Regions from separate parts of the Canis lupus genome. Here region 1 is linked to region 2. Evidence: chromatin contacts called from public Hi-C data. All regions are on one chromosome and are shown on one strand. Each heading gives the region's core, a stretch centred on a gene start, on an enhancer-like site or on the middle of the called end of the contact. The rest is flanking DNA. Distances are from core to core; before and after follow the strand shown. Region 1 overlaps SP100 (nuclear autoantigen Sp-100). Region 2 holds the start of SP100 (nuclear autoantigen Sp-100).

Region 1 (6,060 bases), core at 3,398-5,897, 33 kb before region 2:
CAGGAAAGAGTGCTATACCCCACTCCACAGCCCCCAGATTCTTGACTTTGGGTCACTGACCCATAGCTTCTGTGGACAACAGAGTCTGAGAGGCAATAGCTGCTACCTCCCCAGGGGCAGGTGGGTGGCAGCAAGTGTAGGTGCAGGTCCCCCCCAGCTGGGAGAACCTGGAACCTAATGCAGGTGATGTGGACACTTAACCTGGAGAGAATCAGAGTCCCTGAGATGTGGGCAGTAACCACCATTCCCTTTGTTCCCATGGCCTGGGACATCCTGGTCACATATATAATATTGCCTTAATTGCCTTTATTCCATTTCTAACTGGACTGATTTGCTATAGAAATTACTTTGTTTTTGTTTGTTTGTTTGTTTGTTTTTTTGGAGAAATTACTTTGTTAATTAGATTAAGGTTACTATTGACACAAGTTAACAGACTACATGCTTTACCACAGCTTTTTAATTTCCTTGCTTATAAGAACTGTTGATATCTCTTTATTGCCTATTAATAAAATTCCAATTGCTTAGCTTTATATGCTAGATTTCCTAAAATCTTCTTCAAATTTATCTCTCATGAATTAGCCCTACAGTCTGCTTCTCACTCTCTGAGACGAATTGAATTTGTCTTTGAAGACACACTAGATCCTTTCACACTACATGCGTGATCCCATAGTGTCAGCCCTCCCCAGGCCATGGGAATGTTCTTCTTATGATGTCTCTATCCCTTATCTGGAGAACTCCACTGACACCAAACTGTGCTGGAATAAAACATTTTCTAGGTAATTAAAAAAAAAAGTATATATATATATATATATATATATATATATATATATATAATTATTAAAAGCATTCTCTTAACTCTTACAAGCCTTAAAGTAAAGTAAAAAATTTAAAGAAATAATAAAATCATGCCTTCCCAGGAACAAAAAAATGGAGAATCAAACCTTTAGTTTTGTATAACACCTGGCAAAGCATTGTTTGGTGATTATTTGAATAATGTTTGTTTCACCCCTTGTGGAGAAAAAGTTTAAAAAACCTATTCTCCTTCTTTAAGGGTGAATTTGACCTTGAGTTAACTTTCTGGCTCATAACTCTGGAAACCTGGTAATGATGGCCTTTCTTCTACTAGGTCATCATTGGCCTAGTTAAAAACCTAGTTTAGGGTTAAAATGACTAGTAAATTGCATGTGGTTGGGGAATGACTCTCTACAGACTACAACATGCACTTGGTCTTCCTCCAAAGTGGTGACTTATAACTAGGTTTGTCCCTCGTGAGGTCCTGAAAGTTATGACTACAGCACTATTATGTGACATATCAATACCCATAGGCATGGTGCTGCTAAACCAGGGTGAGTCCTATATCCACAACTAAGCTGACACCGAGGCGGGTAGTAGTCAACTTGGTGGACTGCTGTGTGGGTTTCCACAAGAAGTCCCACAGACAGCCTGCACTGTTGGGATGCTGTTTCCTGTCATTTGTCCTTCTAAGTAAATCTGATGCCACTTTAGCTCTGGTTGTCCTGTGAGTCTAAATGCTCAGTTAAGCAGACCTCTAGGTGAGTATTGTACCATAGCCATTATGCCATTAACTTTGAGAAGGTTCATGACTTGTGTTTTCTTAACTATTATGTCCCCACTGCCCCCGCACTGTGTGTGGCACATTGTAGGAACTCAATATATACTTGTCCAAAAAAAAAAAAAAAAAGTTTGGCCCTGGGCATCAAAAGGTAGATAATAAACCTAATTACCATGTTCGAAGTTCCTATAAATGCCATTTAAATCGGGATATTCTTGCACGTTGACCTCGCTGAACAATGCTTCCAAAAGTGGCAGGTTAAATGTCTTCTCCAGTTCATTGAGAACATTATACACCACTTTTTGTACAGGGATCAGGTTTCTACAAGATTCTTGACAGTCCTTAAAACATATTGAATGGAGAAAATGTAAATCAGACTTCCAGATTACAGAAGAGCCCTAGAAAGAGATTGTATGGATAATGTCTTCCAATTTTCCTCCATCAGTATCTTCTCATATAAAGTTTAAGAATTTCTATTTATTTGTATAGATATTAAGTGAAGCAAGTAGATTCCTTCCTCCTTAAAAATATTCACTTGTGAAACAGATCTCACCCTCATTAACTTCATGTTTTAGAAATAGAATAAGAGGTGATGAGCAGCTGTCCTGTTGCATGGACAACCCTTACTGTTTTCCTGGGACTGACTTGGCCTGGAAGAACTCAAGGAAACCAGATGATAGTTCTCCATTTTTGGGAACTTGGCCATAGAGAAAGCATATTAATAGGGCAAAAAGGAGACTTGCATCTCTGTATATCTCCAGCAATGCCTGGAGATAAAAATCAATCCCAAATTCCAAGACTCCACAAATACCATTACAAAAAAAAAAAGAAAGAGAAAAAGAAAAAAGAACCCTAAAAACTTAAAACTGTTAGAGAAAGAATAACAATCATCAATTCTCAAATTTTGTCCTAACAGGGTATCAATTCCCTGTAGGTTTTATTTTTTTTTATTTTTTATTTTTTTAAATTTTTATTTATTTATGAGTCATAGAGAGAGAGAGAGAGAGAGAGAGAGAGAGAGGCAGAGACATAGGCAGAGGGAGAAGCAGGCTCCATGCACCGGGAGCCTGACGTGGGATTCGATCCCGGGTCTCCAGGATCACGCCCTGGGCCAAAGGCAGGAGCTAAACCGCTGCGCCACCCAGGGATCCCCAATTCCCTGTAGGTTTTAATGTTCTCAGGTCTAAGGACTCAAACTGATGTCCACTGAAGTGATATGTGTCAATTATTATTTTATTAAATTATAATTAAGTTATACATCAATTCATTAATTACTTTATTTATTTATTTATTTTTTAATGGAGTTCAATTTGCCAACATATAGCATAACACCCAGTGTTCATCCCACCAAGTGCTCCCCTCAGTGCCCATCACCCATTAATTACTTTTAATTCTCAGTTCATACTATATTCTTTGCATTCCTACAAGGCATTATACATCTATGGAGCACTCCTGCTTCAGATTTAGCCCATTTGCTGTGCTATTCAACCCAAGTCCAGTGGGCGGCACAGAGAAGCAGGGCTGTCTCTGGGGACAACTAAGTCTCCTTTCCCTTTTTACCTTACAGAAACAGCTGCAACAATACTTGAAAAAGTCTCCCACTCATAGGAGACTCCTCAGTAGTTAGTTGTGCTTGATGTTTGGGTCAAGGATATCAAAATATAACTTCATTTGGGGCCAGTTTACCAGACTATGAGATAATAAACATCACTTACCTCATACATTTTATTGGTGATGAGTTCACGGTCCCGGAGACCCTCAAAGAAAGGAAATGGCTTTTTTATTGCACTTGAAATCTCCACCTTGTATCTTTTGAAGTGTTTGAATAGAGTCTCATAGACAAGTTTCTCCTCAATGTTCTGGTCTTCTATAGTTGCCCTAGAAAGGAAGGATACCATGTGAAAACTGTCATTGAGATTCCAAGATGCTTGTGGTGGCTGTAAGATTTATATATGAAGGATAAGCTGGGAAAAGCTAACATATATTAAGTAAGTGGTCCTGAGCAGAAACAGAATAAATGTAACTGAAGCAATGAGCAAAAATACGATGAAGAAAGAAAGCATGGAGGTCAAAAAAGACTTAAACATGGAACTGAAAAAGTCTATTCAAGTCTGTCTGGATCAAAGCCATTGTAAAGATACCTTCACATATCTGAAATATTTTGTAATTAAAAAAATTTAAATTTAAACAAAATCCAGATAGAAGGAAAAGAGGAATAAAAAGCAATGGAATAAACTATACTCCAATAAAACTAGGAAAAAAGGAAAGCAATGGGATAAAAGTCTAACCTTGAAAATAATTAAAACTAAGAGAAAAATAATATTAGCAAGATAAAAAAACCCAGCTCTTCTCCTATAGTTGTTCAAAGAAATACCATCCTGCATTATAAAACTAATTTATAAAGGATACGGTGTGGTTAACAATGACATGAAACAGCATAAATAGATAATATCACAAGAATATCAAACATTTCTCCTGGGACATCTGGTCCTGCTTTGTGTTAATATAAGTCTGTGCTAGTGTTATATATAGTGAATTTTTCAGGCATCTGAATTTCAGAAATCACTGATGTTTCCTGTGAAAGTAATTTTAAACCCATCTATAATTCCAATTTTTAGTTGATCATTTTATTGCTCTGATAATAATGTTTTAATCAACATCTTGTATTATGAAGACTCAGAAGCTTTCTTTGTCAAACCAAAAGAGAATTATTGCCACTTCCCAGTACTTCGTATGCCTCAGGGAATAATAATGTCACATTATTGTGTCAAATTCCTGCAAAAGAGATGTTTCAGTTCAAAGATTGCAGATGGAAAAGAAGCACTTGTCTTCTCTTTTATTAAAAGCCCTGCTAAAATGATAATAAAGAAATTGGATTCACAATGACAAAAAGAATGGTGGGGCAATGAGCACAAAAGAGATTTCAATCAAAATCTTTCTGATAAAAGTGGCCAATAGAGTGCTAATTGCTCTTGTAGGTGGAGGATGCTTCCAGAGATAAGAGAAACAAAGCATGCCCTGAAGAACCCTGAAGAGGCAGCAGAGATCACAAGGAAGATAAAACTGAAACTGAAAACTTACAACAGAACAGTGCACCTCTAACCCCTCAACCTACAAACTAACCACCTGGAGCCAGGCAGCCTCTCAAAGGCAAACAAACGAGGCTGACCTTTCTATCGCCATGTGTGAAGTTTGTCCCTTACTGGGTTTTCTATATGTGGAATAATACATCATGTATGCTTTGTGCCTGACATTTGTTCATCATCCATGCTATTGGATGAATGGTAGTTTGTTCCTTTTTGCAGTTGAAGGTATTCCATTGTGAGGACCTACCACAATTTGCTTATTCATTTTCCTGTTGATGGACATTTAGATTGATTCCAGTTTGGGACTCGTATGAATAAAGCTGCTGTTCTTGTACACATCTTTTTATGGCATGATGTTTTCATTTCTCTTGGGTAAATAATTAGGAGTGGATCATTGCGTGAGTGTGCTTAGCCATTTTAGAATTTGCCATACTGTTGCTCAAAGTTTATTAGAGGTAGTTTTTCTAATTTTTAGCAATTCTCATGTGTATGATGTGGTATCTCATATAATTTTATTTTGTATTCCTTTAATGACTAATGATGTTGAGCATACTTTCGTATGCTTATTGGCAATTCATGCATTTTCTTTTGTAAAGTGTCTGTTCAAGTCTTTGACCTATATACATTGTTGGGTTGTCTTTTACTACTTACTGATATGTAGCAGTTTGTTTTATATTGTGGAAAGAAGTGTTTTGTTTGATTTATGTATTATGAACATTTTCTTCCAGCCTTTGGCTTGCTTAACCATGTGTTCTGATGAGGAGAAATTTTTAATTCTGATGAAGCCAAATCCATCAATTCTTTTCTTCTGTGGTTAATAATGTTAATGTACTAAGAAATCTTCGCCTACCACAAGTTAATGAAAATATTCAAAAAGCAACTTACAATGTAAGAATGGGTCTATTGCTGGATTTTCTATTCTGTACCACTGATCTATTTGTCCATCCTCATGCCAATAGCATATTGGCTTGCACACTATAGCTTATTGAAAGTCTTGAAGTCAATTAGGGAAAAATTGGCTTGGCTTTTCTAGGTCTTTGGTTTTCCATATATCTCTTAAAATCAATTTGTCAACTTTTATAGAAAAGCCTTTTGGATTTTTATACGGTTTACATTGAAACTTCAGACAAATTTGGTGACAACTGTATCTTAACAATATTAAGCTCCAATCTGTTAACATTTTATAGCTCTCCATTTATTTAGTTTTCCTTAATTCTGCCTAGAAGTGTTTATAGTTTTCAGTAAAGAAGTCATACACATCTGGGCTGGGGAATTTAAGAAACAAAAGAGATCAACAAAGGTGAAGGGAAAGAAAAACAAAATAAAAACAGAGGGAGACAAACCATAAGACACTCTTAAGTACAGGAAACAAACTGGGGGTTGCTTGAGGGGAGGTGGGTT
Region 2 (5,792 bases), core at 2,190-4,689:
GTAACGAGGAGCTAGAAAATCAAATTTAAATTATGTAGATTTGATAGCATAAAGAAATCCAAGTACCTATGAGTAAATCTAGCAGAAGTATAAGACCTCTAGGGAGGGAAATATAAATTTTACTAGAAAATATTTTTTAATTAATAATATTCCATAGTAATGAGATAGAAGACACAGTGTTATGAAGATATCAATTCTCTTCAAATTGATCTATACATTCAATGCAATCCTAAAACACTCCTGGCAAGATGTTGACAAGCTGATTTGGAGATGCAAAGGGCCAAGCCACTTGGGGAGGAAAGAAGACAAGATTTACTTCAACAGATATCAAGAGCTCATCTGAAGCCATGGTCACTGTGACATCGTGGTGTTTGGGGCATTAAGAGAGGCTCGCACAGGCCAGTGGCGGAGGAGAGAGCGCGTGAAACAGGCCCTGCGTGTAGGACCGCTGGGCTAGGGCATCAAGGGGGAAAGGATTGTTTAATGAATTAAAGCTTCCTCAGAAAAAATAGATAAGAAAAAAATTAGAGCCTTCAAACTGTAGATCAGATGGGAAGCAATTCAGTCTCAATAAGACTGGGTATTTGGGGGAAAGAAAACATTCACCCAGATTAAGCTTGTGTAAGGTGGAGGTTGGGAGTCCATCAGGAGTGAAACGGGCTGTAAAACCACACGGGCAGGTAAAAAAGCCAGTAAAGCAACACAGAATCCAAACTGCAGACAGAATTAAGCTGGGAGAGTAACCCAGAGGGTGAAGGAAACATCCCCACAGCACTCACAATCACACAAAAAGCTCAATAAATACAGCAAGAGCCTAAAGATGGGATGGGAAAGAAGGAAAAGAAAGAAAGAAAGAAAGAAAGAAAGAAAGAAAGAAAGAAAGAAAGAAAGAAAGAAAGAAAGAAGGAAGGAAGGAAGGAAGGAAGGAAGGAAGGAAGGAAGGAAGGAAAGAAAGAAAGAAAGAAAGAAAGAAAGAAAGAAAGAAAGAAAGAAAGAAAGAAAGAAAGAAAGAGGGATCCTTGGGTGGCGCAGCGGTTTGGCGCCTACCTTTGGCCCAGGGCGCGATCCTGGAGACCTGGGATCGAATCCCACGTCGGGCTCCCGGTGCATGGAGCCTGCTTCTCCCTCTGCCTGTGTCTCTGCCTCTCTCTCTCTCTCTCTGTGTGACTATCATAAATAATAAAAAAAGAAAGAAAGAAAGAGAAAGTGGTTTACAGTAAATCTGCAAGGCCGTAGAAACAAATTAAGATCCCTTATTCACCCCCCACCAAATAAACATAATCAACTTTTTAAAAACATAAAAATAACAAGAAATGCAGAAAAGTACTAACAATTAAATGATTGATGTGGAAGAAACGTTTGAGACAACCATTCCGAGCAGAAAGTCAACAATGGAAAGAGATGAGTATGCAGGGCACAGACACCAGCTGTGAAGGAAGCATAATTTTGCCCCACGATTGAAAAAGAAAATGTTTCTTTTGTGATGCAAGAGAAGGGACTTCAGTGCAGTGAAGGTAGACTTGAATCTGCCATCTTAAGAACCCGAGAGCTGCGGTGAAGGACCATGCGTGGAATATCCATCAGTAGCTTTTCTGCATCGCTTCGATTAATTAGAACAACAGAGGGTGCATCAATACTATAAAAAGCCCACACTCTAAACTTTAAGCTCTAATAAGATCAAGTTACCATGAACATAGTTCTAAGACAAGGAGAGTATATTTTTAACTTTCAGAATATTTAGCAAGTTCTCCCTTCTTATTAAAGAAGCGACGATTGTGTCAACTGAAAACACTGGCAGGAAATGAACCAGGAATTGATTGAAGAAGCAAATGGCCAAGAAACCAGAAACATTGTCCAACATCCCATGGGATCCGGAAAATGCACACTAAAACAAGATGCAACTCTTTAACTACCATCTTTGGAAAGTTTGGGTGTGGGGAGATGGCTTATCCATCTGAACATACTGATTCAGCTACTTAGAAAAGCAATCGAGCAGGATGCATAAACAAGTAAATATTAGTAACCTTTGCCTCCCCGATTCTACTTTTTTTGGTTGCTGACATGAGACAAATACTTGTAAATGTACACAAATATAAGGAAATCGATGATTCATATCATAGTTTCTTGACAAAGTGAACAACTGAAGATGACCTAAATGTCCGTCAATGGACACTGCAGGATGACTTAAAAATTGTGGTGTATCTATTCTATGGAAAAGCATGTGGCTCTTAAAAAGAATGAAGTAGACATATATTAAGGTGATCTCTAGAATTTTCACTATTAAAATAAGATAAAATGAAAAATGTAAAATAGCATATACAATATAATCCCATTTATTAAAAAAAAAAAAAAAGCCAAGGCACAAAGTGCTTATTTAGGGAAATAAGCTACACCTATAAATGCACAGAAAAAGATCTGAAAGTTTATGCCGGAAACACTTAATAGGACCCAGGTTAGAAGTGGTGGCGGGGTAGGTGGTAAACAGGATGTTTTTCCCTCTATATAATTTCCATTTTGTTTAAAATTTGCTGAGAAAAAAAAATACAATTTGCTGAGCAAGAATATATAATGTATTTCTTTTCTATTAAACAATAAATTGATCAAAATAGTAATATTATCTCTGACCCATCACTAGAGAACTAGATAGGCTTTCCACCCCCTTCCAGAACAACAAAAAATCGTAGTAAAGATAAAAATCCTGAGCCTGCGCTACATACTTTGGTGGTCAGGAGCCTTTCTCTTTTCTTTACTTCCTTTGGTCAAGATGATGAGGAAAAACCCAGACCCCCAGCCAGAGATAGAAGCAGGGCCCGAGCCGATGATGGAGGCCCGTTCACAGGACAGGTGTTGAGACCACAGCACCCAGCGTTTGAGCAGAAGTCAAGTGTGTTTACTCTGCACGGCCTATTTTCTCAATGTGACCTTTTCTGAAGTGACTCACGAAGGTAGAGGAGGCCTGAGGGAAAGTAGAAAGTTCAGAGGTCATGAGGAGGAGACAACAAATCCCTCTGGCAAGCCTCAGAGAGGAGAGGGCCTCCAGCTGAGCAGCGTTGCAAAACCAGAAAGTCCTGCGTGTGGCGTGGTCGTGAGCTGACCCCAGCCCCTGATTCCCTCATGACCTCTTCCAGCACTTTATTATACCGCAAGCCAGCATTCTTGTAGACCGGGTCTAAAGTCCAGATTTTGTTTTAGGGTCTCAACTTTGGACTCTTTAGAAAGACAGTGAAGCAGCCCCCAGCCAGAAAGAGGGAGGGATGAGAGGGAAAGAGATCAAGACTGACCTGGAACTGAGGTCTCTTTCCCCATCGGCCATGTTTCCACTCTGGGCCCCCCTGGGCCCCCGCCTGGGCCTCAAGTATGGCCTTCGGACCCTGCTTTGGGGCGGCCTGGTTCACGGTGGCTGCTAAGCCCAGAGCAGGAAGTTTGTGAATTGACTCAGGCACACAGAGCTCCGCCCAGGTTGGGAAAAGAGAAGTGAAAGTATCTCTCTTTTGCTGGGCAGATAGGGTTTCCTTCCTGCAGCTCCTCCATGGTTCTCAGGCCCCAAGACTTGTGCCAGCAGGCATAGAGGGCGAGGAGGGACTCCTCAGGGCCTGGAGAGGCCGGGGCCAGTCCCTGGGGTCCACTTGTTGGACACAGAAACATCTGTGTGTCCTCAAGTGCTCCTGCCTTTCTGTCTAAAAGGGCTTCTGAGTGTAATGGGGTGGGCAGTGGGGAGCTTAGTGTTTGTCCCTTCCCCTGGCTGACATGGCTGGGGGGCGAAAGGAGGGAGAGTCGGAAGATTCTTGTCTTCTCCCTTCCTGTGGGAGAGCCTGCACTGGGTAAGGTCCCAGCATGGGAACACGGGGCTGCAGGGAGCCCAAACGCTCAGCATCATATACCTGGGGAAATGTTCTTACTGTTCCTAGAACTCCACTGCAGGTTAAGAGAGAAGTCTGCAAGGCCACAGCCAAGGGGGTGACGTTGGTTAACATCTCCAGCACATGAGTTTAAGGTACCCTGACCCCAGGGATGATGAGACACCCGAAAAGGAGTCCTGGGAATGCTGAGCAGGGCAGGCTTCCTCCCTTGGATGGAGGAGGCTGGAACTGAGAAGACCGGGAAGCAAATGGGCAGGTGAGCCCAGTGGGGAGGGTGACCTCTGCCTCCGAGTCCTGTCTGTCCATGGATTTCTCACTGGGATTCCGAGTGCTCATTCCACAAAGCTTGACTCAATTACACTTGAAACTGCAGGGGAAGGAGGTTTCCACCCTCTTTCCTTAGATATCCTGTCTTTCCCCACAAAGGCGCCAACATCAGCCTGGCGAGGATTCCAGGATGCTGATAAGGACATCCTTACCCATGGGGCGCGGGTCTCTCTGCCCCTCTCTCCCTCCCTCTCATGACTAGAAGGACTAGTAAGCTGAGCCACTGTTGGGCCTCCATGGGATATGTGGCCCAGACAAGGCCCGACACAGATGACACCAGCCTTTTCTAGTGTCCCCTGCCTCTCTCCTTCTCTGTCCCTGGGCAGCAGCCTGAGCCAGGCCACCACCGTGCCAGATGTTGTCATAAACGTGCCAGCTCTTCAGTGGGTCTGCATAGGGTTGCTGAGATAGGCAGCTGGCGGGGTGGGGGCACCCGCGGGTGGCCCTCGTGGGGTTGGCCGTGCCACCTTTGGCTGCTCCTGGCCTGAAGGAGGGTTGGAGCCATTCCTATGGGGCCAGAGGAAGCTGGGCGAGCCCCACCTCTGCAGAAGCTGCTGTGGTTCCTGAGGAATCTGGAGGTCTCTTGAAGAAAGTGAAGTTTCTGTGATCCAGAAAATGCCAGGCCCACCGGCTTAGCAAAGAGAAAGAACCAGCCTGAGAAGTAGATGGAACTCCTGAAAATTCCACTGGCCTGATTTGCAGGAAACAAGGAAGCACCTGGGGCAGTTCTTGCAGCTTCAAGGAATAGTAGTAACACCAGGGTCCACTGTCTCTGTCCTGGAAGGAGCCCAAGTGCTGGACCTGGAGGCCTGGAGGTGGGAGAGGCCACGCTGAGGAGGGACCACCAGGCAAAGGACCCACCAAGGGGACGGGCTCTGTGAGTGTCCCCAGGAGCTGCTTCTGATCAGACTTCCATAGTGGGGCTGTTTTCAATCTGGGAGACCCCTGTGGGGACCAGAGGTTTGTCCCTGGGAACTCAAGGGCAAGAAGAAGCAGCAGCTGAGCAGCAACAGTGGCCACTGGGGCAGGGGGATCAAGAGCCTTGGCACCTCTGTGGATGTAGAAATGGAAGGGGAGGGATGCTTGGGTGGCTCAGGGGTTGAGCATCTGCCTTTAGCTCAGGGTCCTGCAGGGCTGCAGGGAGCCTGCTTCTCCCTCTGCCTATGTCTCTGCCTCTCTGTGTGTCTCTCATGAATAAATATCTTTTTAAAAGAAAAGATTTAAAGGTATTATTTAAAATAAATCTTTTTAAAAAGAAAGAAGAAAGAAAGAAAGAGAAACAGGGAAAGCTGGTGCCTGGCACCTAAGTGGGAATACTCAGGCCCTGCTCCAGTGTCCCAGGAGGGGACATCCATCAGTGGGGCTCACCTGGACCACCTGCCCTTCCCTCCTTTCTGGGGAGACTCTTTAGTGGAAGGTCTGGGTCTGCCCCTTGTCTGGGTCTCCCTGGGTTCATCACACCTGGAGAGGCCAGGGCTCTGTAGGCTTTTCCAAGGTCAGGTGCACAGGGACAGGAGCTTGGGGAGCTGTGGGAGGCTGGGGTTGTGTGTGATTGATTGGAGCACCCTGAGGCTGTGTAGATAAGCCCAATTTAGGGGTTTGGTT

What was found. A called contact is a pair of places that touch in the nucleus more often than the background predicts.
Region 1: a Hi-C map of blood shows a contact between it and region 2, with 1.7 times the contacts expected there. The contact joins the enhancer-like site here to the promoter of SP100 in region 2. A contact is called at or near these places in 2 of 9 Hi-C or Micro-C datasets (both in blood).

The regions. Positions count from the first base shown.
Region 1 is chr25:42,753,543-42,759,602 of UU_Cfam_GSD_1.0, reverse strand. It overlaps SP100 (nuclear autoantigen Sp-100), which reads right to left. Exons shown (of 29, transcript XM_038574098.1): 3 at 3,289-3,451; 4 at 1,746-1,914. Among named protein-coding and RNA genes, the nearest start is that of SP100, 34 kb to the right of the region's middle. Within about 2 kb of position 4,647, at least 2 of the 20 cell types and tissues checked have an H3K27ac peak or open chromatin away from gene starts, as enhancers often do. A contact at or near this core is called in blood, where this site is marked.
Region 2 is chr25:42,719,804-42,725,595 of UU_Cfam_GSD_1.0, reverse strand. It overlaps SP100 (nuclear autoantigen Sp-100), which reads right to left and starts at 3,439. Exons shown (of 29, transcript XM_038574098.1): 1 at 3,282-3,439; 2 at 1,048-1,167. The coding sequence starts at 3,313.